Regions from separate parts of the Sus scrofa genome. Here region 1 is linked to region 2. The links are chromatin contacts, called in public promoter capture Hi-C maps. All regions are on one chromosome and are shown on one strand. Each heading gives the region's core, a stretch centred on a gene start, on an enhancer-like site or on the middle of the called end of the contact. The rest is flanking DNA. Distances are from core to core; before and after follow the strand shown. Region 1 holds the start of RPS10 (ribosomal protein S10). Region 2 holds the start of GRM4 (metabotropic glutamate receptor 4).

The links. Promoter capture Hi-C pulls out the DNA fragments that hold promoters and counts their contacts.
Region 1: a promoter capture Hi-C map of skeletal muscle shows a contact between it and region 2, with 6 times the contacts expected there. The contact joins the promoter of RPS10 here to the promoter of GRM4 in region 2. A contact is called at or near these places in 2 of 5 promoter capture datasets (fetal liver and skeletal muscle), 19 of 47 Hi-C or Micro-C datasets (alveolar macrophages, blood, brain and 10 more) and 2 of 2 datasets of contacts at active chromatin or transcription factors (alveolar macrophages and skeletal muscle).

The regions. Positions count from the first base shown.
Region 1 is chr7:30,441,408-30,444,839 of Sscrofa11.1, forward strand. RPS10 (ribosomal protein S10) reads right to left here and starts at 1,305. Exons shown (of 6, transcript NM_001244106.1): 1 at 916-1,305; 2 at 43-192. The coding sequence starts at 192.
Region 2 is chr7:30,276,278-30,279,954 of Sscrofa11.1, forward strand. GRM4 (metabotropic glutamate receptor 4) reads right to left here and starts at 2,302. Exons shown (of 12, transcript XM_021098606.1): 1 at 2,214-2,302.

The DNA of each region.
Region 1 (3,432 bases), core at 55-2,554, 160 kb after region 2:
TTGAACACCATGGAAAATCCCTCCATCTGCACCCACGCCTACCTGCATGGCCTTCATGACGTGAAGATTAGGCACATTCTTGTCCGCCAGCTCGGGGTGCTTCGGCATGTGCACGTCTTTTTTGGCCACCATCACTCCCTCCTTGAAAAGGAGTTCATAAATGGCAATCCGGTTCTTCTTGGGCATCAGCATCTGCAAGAAGGAAGCGATATAATCAAGATTACTTCTGGGGAGTTCCCGTTGTGGCGCAGTGGTTAACGAATCCGACTAGGAACCATGAGGTTGCGGGTTCGATCCCTGCCCTTGCTCAGTGGGTTAACGATCCGGCGTTGCCGTGAGCTGTGGTGTAGGTTGCAGACGCGGCTCGGATCCCGCGTTGCTGTGGCTCTGGCGTAGGCTGGTGTCAACAGCTCCGATTAAACCCCTAGCCTGGGAACCTTCATATGCCGCGGGAGCAGCCCAACAAATGGCAAAACACAAAATAAATAAATAAATAAATAACTTCTGAGCAATGTGGCCAAGGGCCAGGAACCATCATCCCGAAACGACAATAACCACTGTTCAATGGAATAAAATCTGTGGAAAACAGTAAACAAGGATTCAAACTCCACAGAAGGGAACCCTAACAATTACTCGTTCCCTCCTCCACCCTTGAAAAACGATTCAGATGAGAAGTTGCCAAAACATTAAAAAATAAACCTGTAGGGGCGGGGGGAGTTGTGCACATACTCGCTCCGGACTTTCGCTCTCACAACAAAGGTGGAAAGGGGGCGCAGCTCCTGCACGCGCGGACTATTTCGGCACCTTCAACCACGGTTACCTAGTGCGGAATGGCGCGAGGGACCCAGAGGAAAGCCCTCGGCCCTTAACAGGCCACTGACCCCAAACCAAAGGGATAGAGCCTTCTCAGCCTACCGTTCTCTTCCCGAGCTAGAGCTCCAGGGCCGGGTAAGGACGCAGCACGGAGTGCGGAGTTCTGCCCCGAAGGAAAAGCGCGCAGGAGCGACAGCCTCCCAAGCCGGATCCTCCCTTCCTCCGCCCCCGCCATGGGATGCCAATCTTCGCAAGCCAGAATCCCACTGCCCTGCGAAATGCGCCCCTGGCCGCTCTCACTACTCGGAAATGGCCGTGCGGGGAGCGGGAGAGGGCCTCCTCCGCCCCACGCCTGGGGAAGCACAGCGACTACAGCAGCCAGAGGGCCAGGATGGGGGCCGATGGAACCCAGACTCCAGAGGAACTCACCGCGGCGGCTACTGCGTACGGGGCCGGAGCTAGAAAGGAAGGGGCATGCGCGGCGCAGCGTCTCTTCCGGGCTGCCTCGCCCCGCCCCCTGTCAGGACCCTCGCGCGGCCTGGGGTGGCCTCGGCAGTGCCTGAGAGACTGGCGGCTCCTGGCAGCCGCTGAGAAGCCTGACAGCACGCACGTGGAAACCGCTGGGGCCGGCTTCTGAACCTGTGGGTTTTGTCGATAAATAGCCATTTATGCTTGGGCAGGCCCTTTGCAAGTGCGCTACTCATTTATTTTCTTTGTTTCCTGTCGGTGATTTAACTTACTATTATGTAAGTAATATATGCTCTTTGAGCGGGAAAAAGAGACCATTCAGACAAAAATAAACAACAGTAATAACAATTATAAAAGAATAAAAGTAGAATACTATCGACCAAAGAATCGCTATTAACAATTTGGTATACATTCTTCCAGACTCATAGGAAATCTATATATTTTTTTAACAAAAACGGAATGTTTTGTGTGTACATCATGATATGCTGTTTGACAACCTGTTTTTTCCTTTCCCAATAATACATAATGAATTTTTTTTTTCTTTTTACCGTCACACCTGTAGCATATGCAAGTTCCCAGGCTAGTGGTGGAATGGAAGCTGCAGCTGCCGGCCTGCACCACAGCCACATCAATTCCAGATCAGAGCTGCATCTGGGACCTACGCAGCTGTTTGTAGCAACACTGGATCCTTAACCCACTGAGTGAGGCCAGGGATGCAACTTGCATCCTCAAGGAGATTAGTGGGCTTCTTAACCTGCTGAGCCAGATGGGAACTTCCACGAATTTTTCATGTCATTGCCTGCAACTGTTATGACTACATAGTAGTCTGCTGATGAATGGTTTAATCAATGCCATGGTTGGATATATATATTAAAAATCCTTCACTATTATAATAAACGATGCCACGTACTTATCCACACCTTTGTCCAATATTTTCCTTGTGACAAATTCCTGGAGTGTAATTGTTGAGTAATAAAGCACACATTTTTAAGTTTTTGACACATGCCACATTGACTTCTGGAAGGCATTATCAATTATATTTTGGTCAGGTGTTAAAACAAGGCTCACTCCCTATTAACCCTGCTGACATTGGATATTCATTTCTGTCAGTATGATACATAAATATTAATCTCATAGTTCTTTTGATTTGCTTTTCTTGATTACTTCTGTGGTTAAACATTTTTTTTTCTTTTCTTTTTAGGCATTTTTGTTCTTTCTTTAAAAATTCATTTCCAAGGAGTTCCCTTCATGGCACAGCGGTTAACGAACCTGACTAAGATCTATGAGGATGAGGGTTCGATCCCTGGCATTGTCCAGTGGGTCTTCAATCCAGTGTTGCCTTGAGCTGTGGTGTAGGCCACAGACGCGGCTCGGATCTGGTGTTGCTGTGGCTGTGGCTGGCAGCTGTAGCTCTGATTCAGTCCCTAGCCTGGGAATCTCCATATACTGCAGGTGTGGCCCTAAAAAGAAAAAAAAAATTTGCTCAGATCTGGTGTGGCTTTGGCTGTGGTGTAGGCTGGCAGCTTAAGCTCTGATTCCATGCCTAGTCTGAGAACTTCCATATGCTATAGGTGTGGCCCTTAAAAAAATTCATTTCCATTACCTGTTTTTTTATTGAGGTTTTTTTTCTTATTAATATGAAATTCCTATTTACATAATCACCCTTTAAAACCATAGTAAGCTCTTTGTCACATGTTTTTAAGGATTTCTCCTAGTTTTTAAAAATTTTATGGCATTTTGAAGAAGTTTCACTTTTTTTTTTTGGTCTTTTTCTAGGGCCCCACCTGCAGCATATGGAGGTTCCCAGGCTAGGGATCTAATCAGAGCTGTAACCATCGGCCTACACCAGAGCTACAGCAACAGGGGATCACAGCCACATCTGCAAACTACACCATAGCTCACGGCATTGCCGGATCCTTAACCCACTGAGCAAGGCCAGGGATTGAACCGGAAACCTCATGGTTCCTAGTTGGATTCGTTAACCACTGAGCCACAATGGGAACTCCTCTTTTTTTTTTTTTCTTAAACTGAGCTCTCGGCATGTGGAAGCTCCCTGGATCAGGAATGGAATCCTCACCGCAACATCAGTTTTTGGTTTCAGGCTTTGGCACAATGCTTAAAAAGTCATTCCACGTCTCAACATTATATAAA
Region 2 (3,677 bases), core at 1,052-3,551:
CTCACCTACCTCGGCTGCCTGCCTGCCTGCCTGCCGCTGTGCAAGGCGCTCCCTCCTGGAGACGTCACGCCGCCAACAGAATGAAGCCGCCCAGACGCAGGTTGGGGGAGGAGGGAGGAGGGAGGAGCGCCTGTGCTAGGCCACTGAGGCCGGGAAGGCAACCGCAGGCATGTCCCCGCCTCCCCCTGCCCCGGCTCAGGACCTGTTCACCGTGACACACCGCCGGCCCCCCACCATCCCACACAGCTCTCTCTCTCGGAGAGCCCACCCCTGGGAGAGCACTCCTCTGGATGAAGCATTCCTTCTTCCTCCCCCAGTCGCTCCCAAAGGCAAACGGCCTGGGAGGGGTAGCCCTGGAATCGACTATGACCTCAGGAGGGGGTAACTTGGGGGTATTTTTTTTCCCTGAAAGGCATTGACAGAGAGGGGAAAGTTGATGGCTGCAATGACAAAGTTGCAGGGACATGGAGACAGTGGCTACCCATTCGCCAGTGGGCAGGCACGCCCCTCCAGAGCTAAGCAGGGCTCCAAGGCACCACCCCCAGAGGTTCCCCACCCCTGCCCAAGAGCAGGACGGTAAGGGCTAGAAAGACCCGAAAAGACCCTCCAAGAAGTGGTCCTCTGGTGGGCCAGGGAGAGGGGCTCCCACCCTCCTCTCCACAGCAGCCAGGGCCTGCCCAGGGGGCAACCACACTCAAGAGCCTCCAGACTCCTCTGTGGGAATTCTCTCTGCCACGCCAGGAAAGCTCCTGCAGCTCCTCACCTTTGCCTGGAAGTTCTCGCACCACTGAGGCCTGCGAGGAGCAGGGGGTGCTCACCCAGGGCCTGAGGCCCAGCATCCCCTGTGGATCCAGGGCAAGAGGGGGCCCACCCAGGGGATGTCCTGGCGATAGGGCCATGGGAATGAGAACATTGCTCACTTCCACAGAGAGCTGGCCAGGAAGGGGGCTGTCCTGCAGACTGTGGGAAGGGGGCACCCAGGATGGAGATTCTTACAGCGTTGGCCGGTGCCAGCCCTGAGCCCCCATTTCACCCCAGCACGAGGGGGAAGGGCTATGGCTGAACACAAACACACACAACCCTCCCTCCACCAGCATCGAGGGCTTCCTGCCAGACTGACCGAGGGGCAGACAGTCCGACCACCGCTCCAACAGACACGTGGCTTGGGGCACCCCGTGAAGCAAGCCCAGCTCCGCCTGGCACAGCAGCTTCCTCCCGCGCCGGGAGCAGGGCCGGTGAGCCGAGTGGGGAGAGAAGCAAGGAGCCTCCTCCAGAAAGGACCTGAAGTCTGAAGGCGAGGGTGTCACTCGCGGCCTGGGGGAGGGGGCGCTCGTACGCTCGGGCCTCCGGACTCCCTGCCACCGCCACCGCCGCCCCATTTCAGCACAAACAGCCTCAGACCGCCCCGGTGCGGGGGCGCCGCTCGCAGTCAGGGCCTCCACCTCCCGGCCCCGCCCCCGCGCGGGGAGGGGGCGCTTCCAGCTCCTGGGAGCCGGGGAAGCCCGACCCCGGAGTCCGGGGACACCCCCCCAAAACACACACACACACACACACACAAACACACACACGCACACCCGCCCCGCGGCCGCCTAGAGGTTCATCAGGGTCCCAGAAGCACCTGACCCTGAAGTCCCGGAGCTACCGGGAGACCCCAGAACCTGGGGTGCCGTCCCAACCCGCCTCCGCCCAGAGCAAGCGGCCTCGGGCTCCCAACGCGGGGAGCCGGACGCCGCGCGGGTGCCGGGAAAGGAGCAGAGGCGAGAGAGGCTGCCGCTGCCCTCCCGCCGGGAGACCGCAGGGAACCCGGGCAAAGAACTGCCCGCGCCCCCGCCCGCCCCGCTCTCCGCAGAAGGGGCGCCCTGACGCCGCCGCCGCCCCTACCTGAGCGCGGGCTCGAGCCCCCTATCCGGTGGAAGCCGACCCGACCCCAGGCACAGAGACACTCTCCCCCAAGCCCGCAAAAGAGTCGCTGCCCTACTCCGTTCTCGGGGCGCCGGCAGAGCCCGGCCCGGCCCCGAGGGGAGACCCTCCAGCCCGGGTCCCGCGCCCTCCAGCCGGGAGGGCTCCGGTCCGCCGACCTTCCTCCGGGCAGCTCCGAGCGCGGGAGCTCGGCAGAAGCCACCTCCCAGAGCCCCGGAGCGCCCGCCGCAGCCCGCGCCCCAGAGGCCGGAGGGCACGGTCCCCCTGCCCGTTCCCCGCGGGCCACAACTCACCGCGCGCAGGCGAGGGGTCGGTGGTGTGGGAGGCGGCGGCCGGAGGCTTGCTTCTCGCGGTGGCCCGAGCCCAGGCCCGGGCGCGAGGCGCTGACGCTGCGGACCGAGCCCGGCGCGGAGCCGCCCGGAGTCCGGGACGCAGCGGGGACGAGCTGGCGGCCGCCTGGCCGGAGCCGCCGCCAAGCGCGCGGCGGTCGGGCTGCTGCTCCGGGGACAGCGAGCCAGGGAGCGGCGGCCAGCCCTGCTTCCACCGCCGCAGAGCCCGGCGTCCCAGCGCTCCAGGGCGCGGGGTCCGGCCGAGGGCTCGCAGCTGGGAAGGGAGTGGAGCGGGAGCCGAGCAGCGAGCGCAGCCGGCCGAGAGGCGGGCGCCCGGAGGCGCCGCGGCAGCCGCTCGGCAGCAGGAAAAAATGAGAGCGAGCGAGAGAGCGCGCTGGAGAGCGAGCGAGAGAGGGAGCGCGAGACGGGCAGAGCGAGCGAGGAAGACGCCGGGAGGGGAGGCTGCGGGAGGGGGCGGGAGCCCCGAGCACGAGGGGGCGAGGGGACCGCAGCCGCTCAGCCCCGGCGCCCGCTGCTGCTGCCGCACTCGAGAAAGCGCGAGCCTGGCCGCCAAGTTTGCGCCGCAAGTGCGGCCGAGCGCGCGATTTCCGCCGGCCTTTTAAAGAGAGAGCCTCTGGGAGCCCAGCCAGTCCCCGCACCTCCACCGCGGAGCCTGGGGCTCCCAAGGCGACCCGCCACCCCTCCGCTCCCCTCCCACCGCGCCCCGCCGGCGCCCTCTTCCCGAAGCCCGCTTCACCCCACCCCCCACCCCCGGGGCCTGTGGGGGCTCCTAGACCCCAGGACTTGGCAGGGACCCCCTCCTGACCCCTAAAGGGCAAAGGTCAGGCAACAGAGCCCCTTTAACACTCCCTGAGAAGTACAGCAAACACCCTGATGCCAAAGGGTCCCATTCCTCCCACCCCCACTGCATCCTCCCCACCCCTTGGGGTACTAGGACCCCAACCTGAGGCCAGCTTCCCACACATCTGCACCAGGCACGTGGCGTGTGCCCCCATGTGGCATGTTCATGTGCACACCCCAATGCTCCTGCTTTGAGGTTATGACTCAGGAGGGGGGTTCCGTCTGCCCCTGGTCACCCAGCCTGTCAGGGACCCCTGAGACCTCTGCACCCCAGAACTCTGTCAGGCCTGGGGACCTCCACCCCACGGCCCACAGCCCACTGGTCTCCCTCCAAGTCTCCTCTACAAAGTAACAGGTGGCCTGGCTGGGGGGCGGGAGCAAGCCTGGGGAAGAAGCCCTCAGCAAGGGAGAAGCTGGGGCCCCAGCCCTCTTCGGAGGTGGAGGGGCTGTGAAAAATCCCAGGAGAGGGCTAGCCTTAGAGACAGGCAGGGGAGGCAGAGAGGGAGGGAGCCTTGCAGCCCTCTTAGGATTGCAAGAGCATCTCTTCCCAGACTGCAGAAGCGGCTT